Linked DNA regions of Sus scrofa: all the other regions are linked to region 3. Evidence: chromatin contacts called from public HiChIP or PLAC-seq data. All regions are on one chromosome and are shown on one strand. Each heading gives the region's core, a stretch centred on a gene start, on an enhancer-like site or on the middle of the called end of the contact. The rest is flanking DNA. Distances are from core to core; before and after follow the strand shown. Region 1 overlaps CAMK2G (calcium/calmodulin dependent protein kinase II gamma). Region 2 overlaps VCL (vinculin). Region 3 overlaps LOC102160869 (atherin-like).

Region 1 (4,083 bases), core at 906-3,405, 100 kb before region 3:
GGCACATCCCTGATCTCCTTGATCTCGAAGGAAGACACTTACGCAGACCCATGGGTGTTTGAGAGCCTGGTCAGCTGTGATACGCTTTGCGGGGTTTATAGTCAGCATCTGGTTGATCAAGTTCTTGGCTTCAGGAGTCACCGTGTCCCACTCTGGTGATGGGAACTAAGAAGCAGGAAGAGGGGAAAGAGGGATGTGAAAGCTGTGAGACTCACATCCTCCGTAACTGGGATACTCGCTGCTACCTAAAGCTGCCTGGCAGGGAGTGGGACGAGCCCCGGGGTACTCAAGGACCTGGGTCAACTTAAAGACCGGGAAAAGAAAACACAACAATCATGATTAGAACGCCAGACTCCAATACCTTCCAGTTCAACCCCATCTCTCTACTAGGAGGAAAATACACAGTGGCTCAACGCTCTGCTCAAAGCTCCACGACAGTGGAGCTGCCAGACTTCTGGTCCCTAGTCATGCACCACACCATAGGGCCACACTGTTCTCTGCAAATAACAGACCAAAGGGATTCAGTGGATGTCGTGATTTTACAGCTACCAAAAGTGGCTGTGCAAAAAAGTTGCTCCCTGGGACAGGTGGTGGCAAGAAGGGAGACCTAGGAGTTCCCACTGTGGTGCAATGGGATCGGCAGCATATCTGGAGCCCTGGGACGCATATCTGGAGCCCTGGGATGCAGATTCAATCCCTGGCCCAGCAGAGTGGGTTAGGGATCCAATGCTGCTGCAGCTGTGGGGTAGGTCACAACTGCAGCTCGATCCGATCCCTGGCCCAGGAACTCCATATGCCGCAGGGCGGCAAAAAACAAAAACAAAAACCAAAAGAAAACCACAAAGGAGACCTATATGCCCATCCCTGGGTCCTCAAAGTCCCCTGACACTCCCTGTACCCTATGGACAGAGTCAGAGGAGCGGGAACAAACTGGTCCTTACGTCATAGGCTCCAGCCTTGATCTGTTGATACAGCTTATGCTGATCCTCATCCCAAAAGGGAGGGTAGCCCACCAGGAGGATATACAGGATGACCCCTATAAGACAGAACACAGGTCACTGCGGTCGATCACCAGCTTTGCTGAGGAACTAAAAAAAGCCACACAGGGCTCAGAGCCACCCAGAAAGTCAAGGGCCATACCAGAGGGAGAAGTGGATGCCAGTCAATAATGCTGGGCCACCAGCACCCCCTGCTATGTACTTCATTCCCCATGTCACAAAGCCACATTAGGGATTTCTTTAGGCACAACCCACCCTCTCAGGCACGGGCAAATCCCTCTTCAAGAAGAATGCAACACCATCTAGGAAGCACTTGGGAAGGAGGGTATCCCGGGGCACTAGAGCAAACACCGTAGTTTCACATCCACCAGACACTCCTGGGACCCGCAAGGAAGAGCAATGCCTCTTTCTTGCCATCGCTGGAAGACGAGGGCTCTTAACACCAAAAAGCTGAGCATGTGGAATGGGCTTACCGCAGGCCCAGATATCCACAGGTTTTCCATAGGGATCTTTCCTCAAGACCTCAGGGGACAAGTAACCTGGGGTGCCAGCAAAACCTGTAGCGGAAGAGAGAGCGGAGGCACACTGAACCCACTTTCTCTCTCATTAAATCCACGTCAGTGATTTCCCCCAAGTCCTTTCTCACTTCTGCTGCTTTTGCTACATAAGCTCTCGGTCTGTGGGTAGCAGGAGATGACAGGCCGGGCTTCTTGCAGTGCCCAGAATCTAAATCAGAGGGCAAGTCTCCGTGTGTCTACCAGCAACTCCCATCCTCCCCAGAGGCAGCAAGAACGCAGTGCTGACAGCAGCTAGATTCACTGTACTGAGTCACGTAGGGCCAGGGGGGGCTCTGCACCCTCCCCTCCTCCAGTCTCTGGGGAGGCCAGGACCATTAAGGGTCTGGCTTCTAGTTCTCAAAGAGGAAGGCAGATCAGGAAGAGGAGGAAGGGCGGGGGCCGCATTCCAGGAAGACAGGGTCACTCTTACCAAACCAAGCCTGTTGCTCTCCCTGTACTTCGATGGCTAGGCCAAAATCAGCTAGCTTGACGGCGGCACCCTTGCATTTACTCGCCAGCAGCAGGTTCTCAGGCTGTATAAGGAAGAGAGAGAACCCTGTGAGGCACCCACGCCGCAGCCCATAGGGAGCCTAATTTGGGCCCCGGCAATACTACCGCCTGGCACCAGGTGGCGCCAAGGCTTCACAAGCAAGAGGCAAAAGGGAACCTGGGTCGTACCTTCAGGTCCCGGTGGACGATGTCATGCTGGTGGATGTGGTTAACACTCTCCAGAATCTGATGTATACAGTGGCTGGAAAAGAAGAGGAAAGGACAGTGCAAGGTGAAACCATCCTTGACCACATGCTGTGGACCAAAGCACTGAACTCTAGGTCACAGATTCACAGAGAATCACTGAATGAGAAACTAGAACCTTGGACTTTGGATACCATCTGTTCAAACTATTTTACAGAAGAAGAAACCAAGGCCCAAGCTGATTAAGTGGTTTGTCCAGGGTCTCCTACTAGATAATAGCAGTGGATAGCCTAGAAGAGGGTTCAGCATGCCTCCTTAGAATGTAAAGGCCCAACATATCATTTGTTTCCAAGAAACTGGGGGACACCTCAGGCTACTGAGAAAGAGACCATCCAACCCCTTCCTTCTTTCTCTTTGACCTTCTCTGTTCTTAGAGAAGAGGCCTGTGGTAGCACCTTAGGAAGGACAGTCCAACTAAGCCTAATTGTTTTGGGGGTGGGTATAAAAATCATTTATTTAAGCATTTATCAGGTACCTATAGGCTTTGTGCTGGGGACATCAGCTATAAAAATGACCCAGTGTCTGGCCTAAAGCTTACCATCCAGCAGGGGAGATAAAATGAGGACACAGGTCCTATCAATAGTCAATGTACTTAAGGGGGTTCCAACAGGCACCTGAGGAACATTTCTGATAACAATTTTGCAAACAAAAGGATAAATTAACCTAAAGTCACATTTAGCTGCTGATTCTTCCTTTTTTTTTTTTTTTTGGTCTTTTTAGGGCTACGCCCACAGCATATGGAAGTTTCCAGGCTAGGGGTCAAATTGGAGCTGTAGCTGCCGGCCTATGCCAAAGCCACAGCCACGCAGGATCCGGGCTGCATCTGCAACCTACACCACAGCTCACGGCAATGCCAGATCCTTAACCCACTGAGCGAGGCCAGGGAGCGAACCTGCATCCTCATGGATGCTAGTCAGATTCATTTCCACTGAGCCACAACGGGAACTCCCTAGCTGCTGATTCTTCAATCAGGCTGTCCACCTTCCAAACCATCCTGTCACACTTGCAGGCAAACTCCTGGAGGGGTGTGCTGGCAGTCTAGAATACTAGTGAGAACTAGGGGACAATTCTGGCCCCCAGGGCAATTCGGGTAATGCCTGGAGACACTGCTGGTTATCACTACTGAGAGGAAGGGTGCAACCGGTATCAAGCAGGTAGAGGCCAGGGATGCTTCTAAACCTACAATGCACAGGTGGGACACTCACAACAAAAATTTATCTGGCCCCAAGTGTAAGTAGTGCTGAGACTGAGGAGCCTCGGCCTGAGGAACAGAGCCGGTTCTACCAAGTGTGTGGAGTGGGTGCTGGGCTGGTGACCTGGACTTATTACTCCTTCTCTCTAAAATCTGATGCTAGGGCTTCCACAAGAGCCAAGAGGTCTTGCTGGGCTCCTAAAGGCTGAGGTTTGGGCCTCTCTATAGGACATGGCCCAGGAACAGGGCAAAGAGACTTTAAGACTGAGCTGAAGAGGCGAGTCTCCACAGAAATGTATAATTAGAACAGAGCCAAGCTAGCAGGGAGAGCCTTCTGGCCAAAAATGGCAAAAGTGCGAACTGTCCCAGCAGAGCCAGGCCAAGCCCACTGGTACAGTCACCCGCCCCGGCTCTCCCTCCTCCCCGCCAGGCTCCCTGCACTATCACCGCCTCTTCCCGCCCCAGAGCCTGGTCCTCCCCTGCTGGCACTGGAATTCATCTCCCACTTGAGAATTTTTCCCGAGGCTGAAGCATCTGAAGTTGATCAGCAAACATTGGCCTCTCAGGGTTGAGAAATCTGTGA
Region 2 (3,863 bases), core at 696-3,195, 67 kb after region 3:
CTCCTAGATAAGGAGTTTTTAAATGTGTCTTAACACAGGCTAGCCAATGATTTTCCAAAGAAAATGTATCAGTTTACATTGCCACCAGCAAGGTGTAAAACTATTTGTTCCATTGTAGCATTTAGCATTTTCTTTCTTTTTTTTTTTCCCATTTTCGGCTACACCTGTGGCATATGGAAGTTCCTGGGTCAGGGATCAAATCAGAGCTGCATCTGTGACCCATGCCACAGCTGCAGCAACACATCCTTAACCCTCTGTGCCAGGCCAGGGATCGAATCCATGCCTCCACAGAGACAAGCTGGGTTTAACCCACTGTGCCACAGCAGGAACTCCATATATTATTTCATTTTAAGTTGTCCTACAATTAGGGAGAACATCATGTTGATTGCTAGTTATTGTTTTCATATATTTGTAGTTTCTAGTTTCAGTTACAATTGTTTCACAAATTTTCTCAGTTTCAATAACATCAGTTTACTTCTGAGTAGACGTCTTGAGCTACCTAACTGGATTCAGGTATTTCATATAATCTACAGATACAGCAGTTTGTCATTAAACATAAATATAGGAGTTTCTTCTGTTGTGGCTTAGTGGGTTAAGAACCTGACATAGCGTCTGTGAGGATGCAGATTCAGTCCCTGGCTTCACTGGTGTTGCTGCAAGTTGTGGCATAGGTCGCAGATATGGCTCGGATCTTGTGTTGCTGTGGCTGTGGTGTAGGTCTACTTGTGATTTGAGCCCTAGCCTGGAAACTTCTGTATGCTGTAGATGTGGCCATTTAAAAACAAACAAACAAATAAACAGAAAAAAACTGTAAACACACATGTATATATTCTCAGTGTTGGATTTCTTTTGTTTTCTCACTGCTCAATGATTCCTTCAAATTACTCTTGAGAAGTTTCTTGTATTATGTTTGTAGTCGATATTGTTATCCAACTGTATTATGGAAGCATTTATGGGAGCAGTCTTGATAATTTCGAAACATCCAGAAATTATCGTTGAATCTAGAAACTTCAGTGATATATTATATGTAATGTTTACATTTCAAATATATTTAAGCAATAGTTTTAAAAGTCTGAGAATTTATATTTAAATTGTGAATTGTTTTTCCATGTAGGTTGGAAAAGAGACTGTTCAAACCACTGAGGATCAGATTTTGAAGAGAGATATGCCACCAGCATTTATTAAGTAAGTAATTAAAACATTTTTCTAATGCTAAACAGAATAATTCTCTTGTTAGGAAAGAAAAGTACTGATTGTAGGAGCGATTTTTTTTTTTTTAAATAAAAAGCTCTGTTTACAGATAAAATTTCACTTTTCATCTTTCTACATTCAGGTTTACTATTGTTGATTTTATTCATTGGTGTTAGGCATTTCTGACATAATTTTTAGTCAGACTATGACTTCTAAATTTTGTTATTTAGAATGGAAAGAATTCAGAAACATTCTAACCTTAGCATGCATAAATCTGGATTGTATACTAAATACCTTTGATGGGAGATAACAAGAGATACAAGCTTTAAAAATATATATGGCAATGTATTTCAGTAGAATTTTAAATTTGTTATACTTACATATCACTTAATACTCCTACAAGTAATTTCTAGATATTTTGGCCTATCCTATGTAAAGCAAGCAGAGATACTGACTTTTGATTAAAGCTTCTCATGTTTGTGATTACACTGTCTTTGGTTAATGACTTTGTTCTTTATGGCAGTCAAGTCCTAAGTAAAAGTAAAGGCTGATGCATAAGGAAAAAAAAAAGTAGAACCTCTACAAGTCAATAGAATAAGTTTATTCAGTTTTTTAAAAAAAGGCAAAGGATTTGAATAGGCACTTTAGAAGAGAGGAAATCCAAATGGCCAATAAACCTATGAGCAGGTGCTCTATCTCCTTAGTCATCAGAGAAGTACAAATTGTTCTATTATAAGCTCCTAAATTAAGAAGTCCAGTAATGTCAGTTGCTGATGAGGATGTGGAGCAACTGGAACTGCCATACACTGCTGTTGGGAATGTAGCTTGGTACAGCACTTTGGGAAACAGTTTGGCATTAGCAAAGCGGAAGATAGGCAATTTCACCACCTCCCCTCTATGTTCCCTGGAGAAACTTATGCCCATGTACACTAGGATCCATATTAAAAAATGCTGATATCCACAAATAAACCTATCTACAGAACAGAAACAGAGACATGGAGAACAGACTTGTGGTTGCCAAAGTGGACGGGGTGGGAGTGGGATGGACTGGGAGTTTAGGGTGAGTAGATACAGCCTATTACATTTAGAATGAATAAGCAACAAGGTCCTACTATATATAGCCCAGGGAACTATATCTAGTCTCTTATGATAGACTGTGATGGAAGATAATATAAGAAAAAGGATGGGTCACTTTGCTGTACAGCAGAAATTGACACAATATTGTAAATCAACTATATTTAATTAAAAATAAAAAAATAAAATGTACTCACTTAAAAAAAAAAAACCCAAAACCAAAAATACCGATATTGGCATTGTTCGCAATGATACCAGTGGTCTTTCTACAGTAGGAGGGATAAAAACAATCATGGTATACTCATAAATTGGAATATTAATTAGTAATAAAAAGGAATGAGAACTTTTCATTTAAAAATGATTAATTTTATGGATTAAAAGAATTAATGAATCTTGAAAGTAAGAAAGTGAATGATGGAGCCATAGATAGGTAGGTAGCTTCCATTTATTTAAAGTTCAAAACATGTAATAATAAACTATGCTGTTTAGGGATGCTTATATATAAGAAAAAGATAAAATGAATAAAGAAAAAATGAACACAAAAGTCTGGATAGTGGTGTTTTTGGAAGGAAGGAAAAGGGCTATATCCAGGGAGAGGTATGGAGGAGCTCCTAATGTTGTGTTTCTTTCTTTCTATTTTTTTTGTCTTTTGTCTTTTTAGGGCTGCATCGTTGGCATATGGAGGTTCCCAGGCAAGGGGTTGAATCAGAGCTATAGCTGCTGGCCTACACAACAGCCACAGCAACGTGGGATCTGAGCTGTGTCTGTAGCCTATACCACAGCTCACGGCAATGCCAGATCCTTAACCCACTGAGCAAGGCCAGGGATCGAACCTGAATCCTCATGGACACTAGTCAGGTTTATTAACCACTGAGCCATGACGGGAACTTTGTAATGTTCTATTTCTTTATTTAACTGTTGAGGTACATGAGTGGTTGTTTTATAATTATTCATTATATTATACATATGTTTTTTGCAATTTTCTGTATGTATGTTATATATCACGATTTAAAATAAAGTGAGAAGTGTTCCTTTATTTTTATCCTCCTTCTGTTCTATTATTTTCATTGAGCAGATGCAAAATTTCACCCATAATGATGTCTTCTTATTTCTAACTTACTTGAGTGGGTGCTTCTACAGAAGTATGTTTCTGTTAATTCTGCAAAATGTTCATGTGTCAGGAAGTAAGGTACCAGAAGCATCTGGTTTTGTAGAGTCTGTTTTATGGCAGTATCTTTTTTTTGTTTGTTTTGTTTTTTTTTTTTTTTTGTCTTTTTGTCTTTTGTTGTTGTTGCTATTTCTTGGGCCGCTCCCGCGGCATATGGAGGTTCCCAGGCTAGGGGTTGAATTGGAGCTGTAGCCACCGGCCTACGCCAGAGCCACAGCAACGCGGGATCCGAGCCGCGTCTGCAACCTACACCACAGCTCACAGCAACGCCGGATCGTTAACCCACTGAGCAAGGGCAGGGATCGAACCCGCAACCTCATGGTTCCTAGTCGGATTCGTTAACCACTGTGCCACGACGGGAACTCCGGCAGTAGCTTTTTAAACTGCCTTTCATGGACTTGGTGGCCTCTGGTGTTTCTTCCAGCTCTAA
Region 3 (3,874 bases), core at 593-3,092:
TGTCCCTGCCCTCTGAAGTCAGTCCCTTTATTGGCTAGGGTGGATTCTCCAGCACCCTGAGGCCCGGCTGGACCAGATGACAGGAGCGACTATGAGCTCCAGAAGTGCCACCAAATCCAGGTCCCACTCTGCTCCCCCTAGTCGAATATCACACATTCAGCCTCCCCTGTGACTATCCCTGCCCTGAAGCTTCTTTCTATATTAATGGCCATAAGAAGGATCGGGATTACAGATTCAGCAAGGGCTTTAAGTGGCAGTCCCAGGACAACAGTGGTAGCAATCATTTTGCTGTCCAGAGTGATGAACCATCTCCACTTCTAGGCTCACTGGGGTAGCTGGTTCTTTATTTGGCTCCAACACCAGTGCCAGCACCAGCTGGAGAGGGAAGGAAACCACAGCTCTTAAATACCTACACTAGAGCAGAGACCAAGGATCCCAGAAGAATCTGCCCCTTAGAGAACAACTGGAGAGAGTTAATTGAATGCCTACTGTGTGCTTGGCATGACACTCCCAGTAAGACATCTGAGCCTTTCAGACACCAGCAGAGAGCTTGGGACTTGGCCAATGTTCCTGGGGCTAGAGCTTTTTAAGGGTAAGAGAAATCTGGATCAATTACAGTGGGTGACTCATTCTCCCTCTTCCTAGAATCCTAACCAACCCCAGACTTTATTATACTACAATCAAGTTAAGATGAACGCCATGCACATGTTTGTAAAGAAAAGCCTGGAAAGACAAAAGGAGGGCTACCTTTGAGTCCTGGTGTGGGGTTGAGCTCTCTTTCCCCTTTGTACTTTTTAAAGCAGCATAGGTAATACTTAAGCACATGGCCTTCAGAGAACAAACACTTAGGTTTTAGCCTCAGCCTTGGCTTGTACTAGCTATGTGACTGTGAGCAAGTTACCTCACCTATATGAACTTTAATCTTATCTGTAAATGGAAATGAAAATAAACCTACTTCATAGGGATATTATGACGTTTGAAAGAAACGATGCATGTTAATGATGTCTCATGCAGAAAAAACATTCCATAAATGGGAGCTGTTATTGTTATATTTCTATACTGTTTGATTTCTTTTTTTAAACAAGCGCTTTTTTTTTTTTTTTTTTTTGGCTGTGCCCACAACATGCAAAAGTTCCAGGCCAGGCCACAGCAGTAACAGCCAAACCAACCCACTGAGCCACCAGGAAACTCCCAAACACATATTTTTTAAATGAAAACTATAAAGTTTTTTTCCCTTCCTTCCTTCCTTCCTTCCTCCCTCCCTCTCTCTCTCTTTCTTTTCTTTCTTTCTTCTTAGGCTACACCTGTGGCATATGGAAGTTCACAGGCTAGGGGCTGAATCAGAGTTGCTGGCCTATACCACAGTCACAGCAATGTCAGATCCCAGCCGCATCAGGTTGCAGCAATGCCAGATCCTTATTAATCCACTGAGCAAAGCCAGGGATCAAACCCACATCCTCATGGATACTAGTCGGGTTCTTAATCCGGTGAGCCACAAGGCTCCTAAAGAGGTCCATCTCTAAGGGGCCAACCTTTTAGGGTAGTGCTCACAGACAGCCTGTCAGAACCAGGAGATGCACCTCTTTAGTCCCCGAAGCTCGGGATTCATTTTACTTTTAATAAGACATTCACTGCTGTGATATCACGGAGATAACTCTAGACAAGGGTCAGTCCTTAGGGGTGGTAGCCTCTCTCCCCTTTCCCGAGGCTTTTCCTTTTTCTTTAAGTGGATGCTAGCTCTGGCTCGCCCCGCCTGGCCCAGAGCTCAGCACACACCGTGGGTTTGCCTTTGGTCACACTGAGCCTGCCTCCTGCGGCCACGGCACACATTCTCCCATATTTGGGAGTAAGCCGGAGACTTGGCGGCATGTGGGTTTCTGTTTAAAATTCCAAAGCCAGCGGGGCGTATATTATCCATTTCCTCAAATCCAACAAGCTGTAAAGCATGAGTCAGAGTCGGATAAGCTTCTTCCCAGGGGAAGTGGTGTCAGTTGGTTAGTGGATGTAATTAAACAAGGATAATATTCACTGGCATTAGCTGCAGATTAATGCAGAGAAAAACAAAATCTCCATCTTGAGTTTACACTATTCCTGCCAAGATAAGACAGCTTCCCCAAGTGTCACTCATCAGAGAAGGCAGGCCCAACCTTCATGCAATTTGAGGGGTACAGAAGATGCCTCGATCAACACTCTCCTTCCATGTAAATAAATAATGCAGATATTAGGACCTGTGAGGAGAGAGATGTATATTCTGATTATTTTTTGTTTTTGTGGGGGGGAGTTACATGCTAGCAAATATCAATCAAGGGTTATTTTATCTGATTTAATCCATCATCACTCAGGGCCAGGTGGTAGAAAGCAGACTCTGGTGGAATGAAACAAGGGACAGATAAGATTTGATAAGCACTGGGGATGACAGCTAGTTTATTGTGCTTCACATATCAATGGGTCCTTTGGGAGGTCCCTCCAGGTACCTGGAAGTAACACTAAGGCCCTGAGCTCCAGAAGAGTACCAAGAGGGAAGTTAGAAAATGAGCAGTGGGTCTAGAGAACATCAGAAAGTTATGGGTTTGACAGCATATTTTAGCCCTTTTCTCAATCTTGGAAACCATAAAATAGAAAGTCAATTCTGTAAAGGCCAATGGAAGTCATTTAGTCCAACCCCTCTTCAGAGAAGAGCAAAATGAGGACTACTCAGAGAGGTTAATTAATTTGCCCAAGTGCCCCAGCAAGTTGGTGGCAGAGCTGAGATGTAAGTTTCTTCTTATCTTTCTACCAAAGTGTTCCCAGGCAGTTTCTTGGAATGACAGGAGGCAACACCCATGCTGACCTCACTGGCCCACCCTGCAAATATCTGCTTGGTCCTGCCTTTTCAAATATAACCTCTACTCGAGGTGTGAGTAGTGATGCTAAACCATGTCTGAAAAAGTATAGACTCAGGTCCCTCTCAGCTTTGACAGCATAAATAAACAATTTCAAAATGTATTTTTTTCTTAACTCCAGTTTTAAAAAAAAAAGTGTGTTAAATTTCGTATAACTGAGATCAAAAGTTTATTGTTAGCTAGAACAGCTTCTGGAGTGAAAGAAAAAGGGATTCATGAGTCTTCTTTTAACTCCTTGATGAAGCCTCCCCACCACAAGCCCCTCTCCCCCACCATCCACCTGAAAAAGCAGTTAGAGATATACTTGATCCTTTTGGCATTTCTCATGTTTTAGTGTTTCCAAGCGTCCCTTCAGATGCAGGTCAAAGCATTTTGTTTTTCTTAAAAGTGAGATTGTATTCTTTTTGCCCAAAGAAGATGGAAAAGACTTTTCCATATAAGGAAGTTTTGCTGGAGTGTGTGTATGTGTGTGTGTGTGTGTGTGTTCCAGGCAGCAGCAGTTGCTTGATTCTTAACTTAGTCAAATACGGTAGCTCCAAAACCAGGGAAGCATTTAGGGATTCATTAACACTACTGTACAGCTGAACCACTGAGGGTCGGGGGTGCTGTCAGCAAGTGGTTGTGGCAACCAGGGACATGAAAAAAAAATTTATAGAGAAGGCAAAGTTTGGTTTTGGCACAGCCTTGCTCTCCACACTCCCTCCATCCCAGCCCCAGAGTCCTGTGAGTGCCTGCTCTCTCTTCAGAATAGAAAAAGGAGACTGTGATTCTTTGGAAGCAGATAGGTTTGAGTTAAAATCCTAGCTCTTCATATACATTCTTTGTGACCTTTAGTAATTTACTTAACTCTTAAAGCCTTTTTCCTTTCTTTTAATTTTTTTGGCCACGCCCACGGTATGCGGAAGTTCCTGGGTCCAGGATGGAACATGCACCATAGTAGTAACCAGAGCTACAGCAGTGATAGTCCCAGGTCCTTAACCTGCTGAACCACC

Evidence for each region. HiChIP or PLAC-seq counts read pairs in DNA pulled down with a chosen protein or histone mark.
Region 1: an H3K27ac HiChIP or PLAC-seq map of skeletal muscle shows a contact between it and region 3. The contact joins two enhancer-like sites. A contact is called at or near these places in 3 of 47 Hi-C or Micro-C datasets (fibroblasts, skeletal muscle and subcutaneous adipose tissue) and 1 of 2 datasets of contacts at active chromatin or transcription factors (skeletal muscle).
Region 2: a contact with region 3 is called in an H3K27ac HiChIP or PLAC-seq map of skeletal muscle. The contact joins two enhancer-like sites. A contact is called at or near these places in 1 of 47 Hi-C or Micro-C datasets (fibroblasts) and 2 of 2 datasets of contacts at active chromatin or transcription factors (alveolar macrophages and skeletal muscle).

What each region holds. Positions count from the first base shown.
Region 1 is chr14:76,566,411-76,570,493 of Sscrofa11.1, forward strand. It overlaps CAMK2G (calcium/calmodulin dependent protein kinase II gamma), which reads right to left. Exons shown (of 21, transcript NM_214193.1): 6 at 2,234-2,306; 7 at 1,986-2,088; 8 at 1,472-1,555; 9 at 942-1,036; 10 at 43-165. Among named protein-coding and RNA genes, the nearest start is that of CAMK2G, 24 kb to the right of the region's middle. Within about 2 kb of position 2,156, at least 24 of the 83 cell types and tissues checked have an H3K27ac peak or open chromatin away from gene starts, as enhancers often do. A contact at or near this core is called in skeletal muscle and subcutaneous adipose tissue, where this site is marked.
Region 2 is chr14:76,736,991-76,740,853 of Sscrofa11.1, forward strand. VCL (vinculin) reads left to right here. Exons shown (of 21, transcript NM_213934.1): 2 at 1,115-1,185. Among named protein-coding and RNA genes, the nearest start is that of VCL, 39 kb to the left of the region's middle. Within about 2 kb of position 1,946, at least 1 of the 83 cell types and tissues checked has an H3K27ac peak or open chromatin away from gene starts, as enhancers often do. A contact at or near this core is called in skeletal muscle, where this site is marked.
Region 3 is chr14:76,669,784-76,673,657 of Sscrofa11.1, forward strand. The region is part of intron 1 of LOC102160869 (atherin-like); the gene reads right to left. Among named protein-coding and RNA genes, the nearest start is that of VCL, 29 kb to the right of the region's middle. Within about 2 kb of position 1,843, at least 51 of the 83 cell types and tissues checked have an H3K27ac peak or open chromatin away from gene starts, as enhancers often do. A contact at or near this core is called in skeletal muscle and subcutaneous adipose tissue, where this site is marked.